Linked DNA regions of Rattus norvegicus: region 1 is linked to region 2. The links are chromatin contacts, called in public Hi-C maps. All regions are on one chromosome and are shown on one strand. The core of a region is the stretch at or near the end of the contact, and the rest is flanking DNA. Distances in the headings are between cores, read along the strand shown. Region 1 holds the start of Zfp472 (zinc finger protein 472). Region 2 holds the start of LOC100912582 (zinc finger protein 14-like).

Region 1 (2,837 bases), core at 92-2,591, 150 kb before region 2:
ATATCGGCTCTTGGGAGCAGTGGGCAGTCATCCCTGTATTTGTCCCTCCAGTAAGTCTCCTTTATAAGATTTACTGCCCGGAGTGACTCTAGTAAGAAGAAGCTAAGAAGAAAAGAAGCGAAGAGAAGAGAAAGAGAAGGGGCAGGGCTGAGACTCAGACTCATAAGTTCCCAAACTCCTCAGTTCAGCTGGGGATACCCTCCCCCACCCCTTTCCCTGAGAGCTGCAACACCTCTGTGAGGAGGCTTCCTCTCAGAGCTGTGTGGTTCCTGGGCTCCTGTGTTTCAGGATACCCTTCCCGTCGGTCAGTGTCCCACCTCAGAGCTGTGTGGTTGCTGGGCTTCCAAGTCCCAGGATACCCTCCCTTCTGAGAAGAAACACACCTAGCACTGTGAAGGATCTGAGTTCCCGGTTAGTTTGGTCTACATAACTATTCCAGACCAGCCAGAGTTACACAGTGAAATCCTGTATACAACACCATCCCTTCCTGCCCTGGGCTTTTTTTTTTTTTTTTTTCCACCACTCTCAAGGCTTTCCTTTGGAAAAGTTCTCCAAAAATACCCTTTTCTGCTTCAGAAATACCCTTTTTTAATCAGCTTGGTTGATCAGTACATACAAATTAAATTTGTAAGTAAACTTAAACTTCTCTTTCTTCTCCAAATTAGGGGAATTTGCCTGTCACAGCTAACAAATCCAGCTGTGTTCGCATAAAACGAACTCAGGATGTGGGATGCAAATGCAGGTCTAATGGTAAAGCGTTCACCTAGCATGACCTGAGGTTCGATCCCTAGTACTTTAAAAAAGATTAAAGAAAAAAAAAAGAGACAACCCTTCAGGGTGACCATAGAGTAAAACTAAGCAGAGAACAAGGAAATGAAAAAGTGCAAAAACACTGCAAAACACTGCACACCGCCCACGTGCCTTCACCGCAGTCTGGACGCGGCGTCACCAACTTGCCAGAGCTGCAATGTCTGCAGAGGCTCCGGTCCGCGGCGCAGACTCAACATAGGAGGACTAGAAACTGGGAACGAAGCAGCTTCCCAGGGAAGGCGCAGGACTGGACTGGAAACCAGACTCTGCTAGCTGGGCACATAACTCAAATGCACCCCGGGTTCAGGGCGCCACTACCAGACTTCACCTCAAATTGCTGCACACGTCGGGGAGCCGTCGTCACATTGCAGCAAAACCGGGGCAGTGTCAGAACCCTCCACCCACGACTCCAAGAGTCCAGGGCACACTCACCATTTCCTGCTTCCGATGCATCCAGGCGTTATCCCTACGGAGCCGCAGTATGCAGAACAGGTACCCGGGAAGCTCAAACACCACTCTCCTCCCTTCAGCTACCCGGAACTCAAATATGGCGGCAAGGGTGCCACCCTACACTATCCGTGCTTCTCATTGGATTGCTCAGGGGAGTAACAGTGTCACTGGTTGGTGACTTATTCCGGACCCAACTCGGTCGAACTGAGTTTACAGGTCTAGCAACGCTTGCCACCGCAATGGAAATGTAGGTACAGATTGCAACAACTGCCCCGTCTAGGTCTAGATTTTTCCTCTGAAATAAACCTGATTTCATCCTGGAGGATTATCACATTTCAGAACACATCTCAGCCGGGGAGTGGTGGTGCAGTTTCAACACCAGAACCTGAGAGGCAGAGGAAGTCTGTAAGTTCCACACTAGCTTTGTTTACATTAGTGAGTCCCGAGCCAGCCAGAGCTATATAGTGAGAATCCCCTCCACACGCACAGGTCCGGGGCTTCTGAAGATTTGTTAATTTTTATTTTTACTTATATTTCGCCGTGGATGAATCCGTGTGTGCGCGAGTGCTCACGGAGGCCGGAAGAGGGCGTCAGATGTCCACTCGCTTTTTCCATTGAGGAAGGTTTTTTTCCACTCATCACTTTACTTGGGGTTCGGGTTTCCTTGGCTAATGGAAGCTAGCTAACCACAGCGCTCCTCCTATTTGAGCTGTCCTCGTAAACAGTGTTTCAGGCTTGTGCAGGGCATCTCTAACGAGAGCGTTGGAATCTGAACTCCAGTCCTCGGTGTTTGTCATGCGCTCTTAACCACCAACTCTCCAGCCCCATTCACAGCCTCTTGTGCTCAATGGGCTCTTCCTAGTTTTTTCCAAATACAAATAGTGTTACAATGTCACTTTTGAAAAAAATCCCATCTTAAATCCTTTGCTCTTCAGAGTAAGCTAGAAAAAGTCATGATATAGCAAACCAAAACTGATTTCTTTTTAAATTTCTCTATGAAATAACTTTGAATATGTTCATTGATTGACTTTTAAAAAAAAACCCTGCCTTAATAAACTTCCTTCTATTTTCATATCGCTTACTTAGGCTCATCGTCATATAAGAACAAACATGTTGTTCTGAGCCTGGCTCATTTCACCTAACATGATGATCTCCAGTTCCATATATTTTTCTGCAAACAACATTCTTTGTGAATGAATAATACTTCATGGTACATAAATACCACATCTATTCTTTCCATTCATTCCTCTACCGCTAGGCTCCTTGGCTGACCCCATTGGATGTTCAATGCTGCAGTAAATGTGTGTGCAGGAATCTTAGTTACATGGTGACATTTATTCTCTTCCTGTATATCTAGTAGAGTATAGCTGGATAATATAATGATTTGCTTTTTAGTCTGGGGTTGGATGTTAAATACCGCTCCCCCCACACCCCACCAAAAAAAAAAGGCTCGTGTGTTGAAGATATGGTCCACAGATGTTGTTTGGATGTGATGGAAATTTAGCAGTCGGTGGACTACTGGGTGGAAGTAAGGTCCTGAAAGGTGAGCCCTTGAAGCAAGTATTGGAATTCTAGCC
Region 2 (2,876 bases), core at 87-2,586:
GGAGGCTGGAGAGATGGCTTAGTGTTTTAAGAGAACCGTCTGCTTTTCCAGAGGTCCTGAGTTCAATTCCCAGCAACCACATGGTGGCTCACAACCATCGCTAATGGGATCTGATGCCCTCTTCTGGTGTGTCTCAAGATAGCTACAGTGTACTTCGTTATAATAAATACATCTTTTAAAAAAAGACAGCTGTAACTTCCCGAGTGGTTATCACTGTTTATATATACGACCCTCAGACGTCGTACCCCCCGGCCACGCCCCCACCGCGGGCATTCAATCTTTATTCTGGAAAGTTTGAGGCCCCTGGCTGTTCCATTGAGATCCGGTTGCTTCTGCCTCTGCCCCATTCCCACCCCTACCCCCGACTGAGGACCACAGGTGCTTAGGGTAGCTGCGCCCTGAGACACTGCATGAGGTTTGTTGAAATGGGGGGGGGGGGGGGACGGCAATTATAGGATCAGTGTCTTAACCCTCACCTCACTCCACATACCCTGTTCATGAGCTCCAATCTGAATTCCAAAATTCCCCATGACCCTCAGCCAATACCGCCCAGGCTACAGAGACGCGGGCAGTGAGCACCCAGGAGACGAGACAGGAGATGCCACAGCACTGAGCGCTCAACGAGGGACCGTGGCTTTCTGCTGGTCCAGCTCCAGCCAGCCGGACCTGGGCGGTAGGATCCAGCGGAGCCAGATGAGAAACAGACTCAGCTGCCTAGAAAAGCCCGGTCCTTACTGCGGTCTCTGTCTACAACATACTCCTCCTCCTCCCAACATTCAAGAAGCCGGCCGAACGTACCATTTCCAGCCACGGAGTTTCCTGTAGCCTTCTGCGGCTCCTGCTGTCAGTGAAAATGACTTTGACATCTAGGCCTGTGATCTAAGATCTACTTCGTAAGAACACAAACATGCCTAGTGTGTATGTGGGGGTAGAAAGTGGAGGGCAAGTAAACTAACAGACCCAGGTCTGGCGGCTTCCTGCACCTAAGAAGCACACTCCTCATTGGCCAGCTCCTGCGCTCAAACAATATTCTGATAGGCCAGCAAGCCCTTTGCCTGGAGCTCTATAGACAGGAAGCACAAGTTTTTCTAGAGGAAAGTAGCTAGCAAGTTACCCTAGGCCCTAGCTTTCAGGGGAAAAGGGCATTTAAGCATGATTTGTTCTGGCCTCGGCCGGCTTGTAACAATGCACCGTGGGCAACGCCTACTTTTCCCCTCTTCAGAGTGGGATCATAACAAGAGTTTAGAGAATTCCAGACTCAGTAGCTATGGAGATAACTCCAAAGGCTGCCATGAGCAGGCCGATAGGAGGGCATAAGTGGGGAGGGCCTCATTAAAGGAAAACCCATCTGCCCTACCGGCCCACCTTCCCCATTCTCCCCAACCCCATTCCCTCACATCTCACCACCTCACATCCAGCCTGTCCAAGACTTCAGGAAAACTGTCCACCCGTAGAATTCACAACAACAACAACAACAACAAAAAAACCAAACAAAAAAACAAAACAAAAAAAAAAACAGGCAATCTGATTTACTTTTTACCCTGAAGTTTCAAAAACAAAACAAAGCAAAAACAGTTTATCCAGAAAAGCAGTTTCTGGGCCTCTTGAAGCCAGAACCTTTCACTCCCTGCTCTTCACTGCAAACACATATTTTCAGACTGCGTGGTGTGTTCAGGTTTGGAGGCCTTCATCTCTCTGACCAATAAAAGTCTGCTCTCGCTGTCTTGAGACCAAACTAACTACTCTTACATTTTCTTTCGCTGACTTTTTTCTTGTTACACTGATGTTTTCTTACCTCAGAATTTGGAACGAGGCAGGTGCACAAGGCTTTCTCAACCTCATATTCAACCAATAACATAACATACACAAACAGCCAAGAGAAGGTGGCACGTGCCTTTAATTTCAGCAGAGGCAGGCAGATCTCTGAGAGCCTTAGAACACTCAGAGAAACCCTGTCACAAAAATCCAAAACAAGAATAAAAATGCACACACACACACACACACACACACACACACACACACACACACACGCAATGACAAACATTCAAGTCATGGAGAAAATGGTGGGATTTAAAGTGGGAAAACTAGCTCAAAATAACAACAAGGTCTGCGTACATAAAATGTAGGCTCTTAGTGGCGGTGCAAGCCTTTGTCTCAAGCACTGGTGAGGAAGATGCAGAGTGAGTTCTGTGAGTTCAAGACCAACTAGATCTACAAGTGGGCCACCCAGAGATGCATAGTGAGACCTGTGTTAAAAAATAACAACGATCACAACAAAGTAGACCCTGACTGTTCAGCCTGGCCCCATGGTTTATGATGTTGTAATACGGCTCCAGACCTTACTTGGCCCCCAGACCTAGCACAACCGACTCCATGACAGAAGTACCATTCACACCGTAAAACTCAACATGTAGAGAGTACAATCTACCTAATTCTTTAAAGTCGATACTTCTGGGAAAGTCTTTAAATGTACCAACCTTGCCTTTTAACTTTCTTGGTTCAACTTCTGACTAACTGTTCATGTTGACGGGAGTATGTTAACAAGGACATTTTTTCCAACACAATGTTTGGGAATTTCTCATCAAGGACCCTGATCGCACTCACTCCCTAGTCTTCAAGTTCCCCACCCCCAACCCTTGTGACCGCCTCCCTCCCCCCCCCCAAAAAAAAGAAGCAGAAGAAGGAGGAGAAAGAAGAGGAGGAAGAAACCAGGTCCAAGTTGGGCTAACTATATATTCACTGGAGCAGGGAAAACCTAGGACATGGTTTTTGTGCATAAAATCTCACCTTGAGAGAGGTTCAGAACCATACTAGGATCCCAAACACCCAATGTAGTTGTGGCCAGCTAATAAAGATTTTTCTACTAGCTAAAACCC

What was found. Hi-C and Micro-C count contacts between places; a contact is called where the count stands out from the background.
Region 1: a Hi-C map of Schwann cells shows a contact between it and region 2, with 5 times the contacts expected there. The contact joins the promoter of Zfp472 here to the promoter of LOC100912582 in region 2. A contact is called at or near these places in 5 of 12 Hi-C or Micro-C datasets (Schwann cells, frontal cortex, hepatocytes and 2 more).

The regions. Positions count from the first base shown.
Region 1 is chr7:12,723,631-12,726,467 of GRCr8, reverse strand. It overlaps Zfp472 (zinc finger protein 472), which reads right to left and starts at 1,341. Exons shown (of 4, transcript NM_182823.2): 1 at 1,243-1,341. The coding sequence starts at 1,263. The region is part of intron 1 of Ftl1l5 (ferritin light chain 1 like 5); the gene reads right to left. LOC102548621 (a long non-coding RNA gene) reads left to right here and starts at 1,449. Exons shown (of 4, transcript XR_355279.5): 1 at 1,449-1,665.
Region 2 is chr7:12,578,275-12,581,150 of GRCr8, reverse strand. It overlaps LOC100912582 (zinc finger protein 14-like), which reads right to left and starts at 1,336. Exons shown (of 10, transcript XM_063264384.1): 1 at 799-1,336. The coding sequence starts at 801. All of the region lies in intron 1 of Ftl1l5 (ferritin light chain 1 like 5), which reads right to left.